Linked DNA regions of Zea mays: region 2 is linked to region 1. A link is a contact called in public Hi-C data. All regions are on one chromosome and are shown on one strand. The core of a region is the stretch at or near the end of the contact, and the rest is flanking DNA. Distances in the headings are between cores, read along the strand shown. Region 1 holds the start of LOC100192691 (Remorin family protein). Region 2 holds the start of LOC100283211 (chalcone isomerase).

What was found. A called contact is a pair of places that touch in the nucleus more often than the background predicts.
Region 2: a Hi-C map of leaf shows a contact between it and region 1, with 8 times the contacts expected there. The contact joins the promoter of LOC100283211 here to the promoter of LOC100192691 in region 1. A contact is called at or near these places in 4 of 25 Hi-C or Micro-C datasets (bundle sheath, ear, leaf and 1 more).

Annotation. Positions count from the first base shown.
Region 1 is chr2:212,799,260-212,801,959 of Zm-B73-REFERENCE-NAM-5.0, forward strand. LOC100192691 (Remorin family protein) reads right to left here and starts at 1,423. Exons shown (of 1, transcript NM_001137896.1): 1 at 119-1,423. The coding sequence starts at 1,368. The coding sequence ends at 481.
Region 2 is chr2:212,957,672-212,960,371 of Zm-B73-REFERENCE-NAM-5.0, forward strand. It overlaps LOC100283211 (chalcone isomerase), which reads right to left and starts at 1,331. Exons shown (of 4, transcript NM_001156113.2): 1 at 820-1,331; 2 at 484-733. The coding sequence starts at 1,162.

The DNA of each region.
Region 1 (2,700 bases), core at 173-2,672:
TCGAATAGTCAGAAACAGCTTTGACCTGTCCTCACGACTGTGGTTCTAGCTCAACAGCAAAACTGAAGTTCCAAGTAGTGAAGCTCGTCGGTGCATGCAGCAGACAAGCACAAAGTTTACACTTTACACAGTGGTAATGGACTTCCATTATCTTGTTCGTACTGACATACACAGCTGTTGATGACGAAATATCAACAAAATACAGGCAGCTCTTGCCCTCAACACTCCGGCAGAGCACATCCTTCGTGTACTGACATAAACAGGAGGGAGAAGAAAAGGTTACAAATCATACATGTGGACACAGCACTAAAACAAGCGTTCCACACAGCTAAGCACGGCACTGATCACTCTGTCTGATCCCGTGGAGTGAAGCGGTGAACGATGCAACTGAACTGCACAGGCGGCGGGCGGCGACGACGAGCAGAGCAGGGCAGAGGAACTGGTGAAGGAGGAGAGGCCCGGTGGGCGGTGGGGGAGGGTTCAGAAGAAGGAGCGCTTGGCGGAGGGCGCCCTCCCCACGGCCCTCATGAAGTTGGCGAGCTCCAGCACCCGCGCGACCTTGGTGCCCCGCTTGGCCTCCGCCGACGCGCGCTTCGCCTCCGCCTTGTGCCGCGCCCTGGCCACCTCGTTCTGCGCCTTCTCCATCGCCTTGGCGCGCTTCTCCTCGAGCTTCCTCTGCACATTACATGCGTTGGTATCAGTCAGCAAGCACTGGACAGTTCGGACGACGCTAGTCAGTGAGTGTGGAGGTGTAGATCGATGCGATGGACTGACTACCTCGTACTTGTTGAGCCAGGCGCCGGCCTTCTCCACCTGGTCGCCCTCCCAGCCGTTGATGACGACCTCCTCGCGCTTGAACCGGTTGTTGACCTTGGCCACCTCGGCGATCTGCCACGCGGCGATCTTGGACTCCACCTCCTCCTTCCTGACCTGCCCCACGGACACCCCACCGTCGCCGTTGGCGTGGGCGGCGCCGGCGCCTGGGGTGGGCGGGCCCCGGGCCCGGCGCGGCGACGGGATGGGGTTGCTGTCCGGCACGATGGCCAGCGGGTTGGTCTCCTCGTCCTCGGCCTCCCCGAGCCTGTCGGCGGCGGCACCGTTGGCGATGGCTGCTGCGGCGGCGACCATGGCCGAGAACTCCCTGCTCATGGTCGGGAAGGGCTCGCTGGACGCGGTGTCGCTCCCGACGGACGCGTGCCTGCTCCGGCGGTACGACGAAGGCTGGCTCGGCGGCGGGCTCAGCGCGTGGATGTCCCTGAACTCCGCCTCCTCGTTCTCCCCCACCGGCTGTAGCCGCCTGTCCTCGACGACGCTCCTCTCCTGATGCTCGCCGCTGCTAGTGCTAGCCGCCGTCTGTTCACTCAACATGTGGCTCTCAACGCTAAGCCTCTAGTAGCGGCCGGGAGAGACCATCTGCGGCTCGGGTCAGCTGCTGAATAGAATGGTGGCGGGGGGCGCCTTCTTAAATAGAAGCCGGAGGCGGTGGCAGTTCAGGACTGGAGTAGAGCGAGGACCGTTGGCCGTCCTGGATACAGTTTCCCAAAGGAGATGTTCCGTTAGCTAGTATGGGGATTAGAGACGTGGTCGGCCGTGTCACGTCACCGTCACACGACGCTCGGAGAGGCTTTGCTGAAATTGCTGTGATGAAATTGACCGCACGCAGTCACGCCCTGGCCGGTGAAAGTGAATTAGCGTGAACCCCGCGTGGGCCCGGACCACTGATAGCTCTCTGCTCCATCGATGATACGTAACAAATAAAGGGCGCCCACTATCGTCACCATTATTATTTATTATTTATTTTAACCCGGTAGGCACACACGAGACGAAACGAACAAACCGGTCAGTCGGGAAGCAGGCACGCCGTCCACCTACTGTCTCCGTGATCCATGGATGGCATGCAGCAGCCATAGTTCTATGACATGTTGGCCCTCTCCGTAATCAACGAAAGCTGGAACCAACTCACTCGATCGTTCGCTTTACAGGTACTTGTAGGAATGTTTTTTTTAAGGTTTGCATTTCGCTTTTGTGTTATATGTGGTCGTCGAAGTGGAAGAAACAACAAAGTTCAGTGACAAGGAGACAGGGATGATCAAACATGCTATGCTGAACAATATAAATGTGAAAACTTAAGTGCGATAGAGATACAAACTCATATCGATGATTCTTATACTTTTATCAAGATGTTAAGGACCATGCAAGATTCCTCCTAATCTTTATTAGGGCCCTATGCATGAGAAGAAAGCCTACAAGAGAGCCAAACTCAATCAATACTCTAATATATAAAGCACCAATTTCTATGGTACCATAGTTTTCACCATCTTCGAGCTTCTCCTCCTCCCCGCCCCATTTAAATGGAAAATTTTAAAATTATATATAAATAGGAATTGCAGCCAACAAAAAAAAATGCGCGCCCACCACGTCAGCATGGAGAGCCATGGTGGGGTCAGACACGGTTGTCGGCCGGAGATGCACAGGGCATAGGTATAGATGTTCAAACGGGCCACCCGGCATGGACCCGGCCCGAACCCGTTTCGGCCCGGTACGAATAGGGCCAGGCCAGACACGACCCGTTGATGCTTTGGGCCGGATCGGGCTGGCCCATGTGCCTAGGGACATGCCCAAACCCGGCACGCACAGGGAAAAATCGTGCCGGGCCGACCACTGGCCCGAACCAACAGTAGAGCAGTATATAAATACATA
Region 2 (2,700 bases), core at 81-2,580, 160 kb after region 1:
GTAATATCAACCATGGGTTGTCATGTTTTATATATATACTGATGGCTCAAGTTAAAGAGGTTTGATCTGAATGAAATCCTAAAATGACCCACATTTGGAATTGGAGAAATAATTAACAATCTTGCACATGGCATATAAATATAAGGTTCATGTTTGTACTGGATGAATGCGATAGGAATTTGGAGGAATGTACACCCCTACAAGATTTACTGTGCTGCAAACAACCCATTTAATGTGATAATGGATATGATGTGAGTTCAGATTTACCAATCAATATGATTATGTGTGGTCCATTTCTTCAGTTAAGCCATAATGAAAGGTTAGAACTCGTGACACTACACAATGTTATGTAAAGCAACATATTCAAGTGTGTGGGTTAATGAAAGCGTCGGGGTAAGCCTATCAGAACAGGTATTAAAAGAAGTTTCAGCATTTCTCCCACAAAGCCATAGCCAAAAGGGACCTGAAATACAGGTGAATTACCTCTGAAGCAACTCTTTGGTGTCTTGTCCACCGAACTTCTGAAGCCTACTTCCCACACTCTTCTCAAATGCGCTGCGAACCGAGCGAATACTCAGCCTCCCATAAACAATCTGCAGCCTGACCGTCATCGGTATGTCACGCTCTAGCGCATCGTTGATCAGCTCACCGTTTCCCTTCAGTTCCGAGACCGAGAACTTCGAGTACTTCTCCTTCAGCTGCTGTTTCAAATCGTTGTCATCCGCATACACGCCTGCATAAAGCGGCATTTCAAAATTCCCTCTTTATAGCGCTTTTATAACGACGGAGAGATCAGATATGTAGTTTTTAGCGGAATACCGAATGCGTAGACGTCGATGGACTTGAGCCCGAGGACGCTGGTCTTCCGGAGGCCTATGCCGAGTAGGCGGCGCCCAACGGCGGCCTCGGTGGGGAATGTCGCGCCGGTCCGGGGTTCGACGGAGCTGGGGGCCGCCGCGTCGGCCAGGGAGAGGGAGGCCCAGAGAGGGGCAGGGTGCGGGACTGGCCGGCCAGTGGACTTGCCCGTGAGGGTCAAGCTGGCCGCTACTGCAGCTGCGGCCGCGGCTGCAGCGGCGACCGTGGCAGCGATGGCGACGCCGTTGGGGGCCTGGGATGGCGGGAGGCGGGGGATGGCAGCGGTAGGGAAGCGGAGGGAGACCATGGCCGCGCGCCGCAGCGACAAGAAGCGAAGCGGAGAGGTGAGGTGTGGAATTGTGAGAGGTGAGGTGCGTGTGCGTCCGTGCGAAGGGGCGGAGGACACGATGTGGGAGAGCGGCGAGGCGGCACTGGCGAGGTGGGATCCCGGCGAGGTGACCCGTGCTCTTTGTTACAAAATATTTTGTACATGACACTTATTTCCCAAGGGACACACACCCTGGGAACTCTTGTATATATACTTCACTACACTGCAATAAAGATCTATCCTATCATTCTATCTCTGTTCTCTCCATTTACCACTGAGCACTGCAATAGAGCACAACACGTTATCAGCACTGTCTCAAGGAGAAATCAGAGAAGGAAGAACACGCTGTTCTTGACAAGAACAACAAGATCGATCTGCACATCAACATCAAGGTATGGAACATACCGTTTCCATGCGCATACGCCGTATGCGCCGAATTTTTTGTTTTTTAGCCCCTTTCGAGTCAAAAATCTACGTTTGGACCCCCAGAAATTTTATTTGCACGTTTGGACCCGAATCTCGGCGCCACAGGCTGTGGCGCCGAGCTTCGTGACGTGGCAGTCCCGCGTGGCACCTAGCTCGGCGCCACAGATCTTGGCGCCGAGCTAGGAAAAACCCGCAAACTGCCTTCTCTCTGCGCGCGTTTCTTTTCTTCTGCTCATTCCAAATCACCGCCGCCGAAATCGCCGCCGCCGTCCACAAATCGCCGCCGCCTGCCCCAGCTCCGGCTCGCCGCCGCCCGCCCGCCCCAGCCCAGCTCCGGCTCGCCGCCGCGAGCCCCGCCCGAGCTCGCCCGAGCTCGCCCGAGCTCCGCCCGAGGTCCGCTCGAGCTCGCTCGCCGCCGCCCGCCCCACGCAGTCCACTGCCGCCCCGAGCTCGCCCGCAGTCCACTGCCGACCAGTCCCCGCCGCCCGGAGTCCGGCCAACGATCGGCCACCGCCCGCTCCGGCCCCGGTAGCTCCCGCCCCCACTGCCGACCATTATTTTTTTTTAATTTCTTAGTTTGTAAACTAGTAGTAATTAGTTAGGTATCCACTTATTTATTGTTTAGTAAATAGTTAGATATTTTGTTGTTAGTGTTTATTAAAATAGTTAGCTAGTTTGTTGCGTAGTATATTGTTAGTGTTTAGTAAATTCTTAGTGATTATATAGTTACCATTTTGTTTAGCGCATTGATATTACATGTTTTCTGTGTTGGTAACCATCGTGTTGTCGTTTATTCGCAGGTTCTATAAACATCACTTTACAGGGGAGGTGCTGCCAAATTTTTTACTGACAATTGGTTTTTTTGTACGTAGGTGTTCGTCCGACTTGACCTTCTCCACCGTTAGCTGGACTCGTACGTGTTCTCAGGTATACATAGTTTTCGTACATTATTTATAGATTATGTAATTTCGTTTAATGTGTTCATTTAATATTTACTGTATAGTTATTAGTTAATATATATTTATTACTTAGTAAGTTAGTAGGCTTAAGTATGTAGCCATTATTGAGTTAGTAATCCATTTTTGCAATAG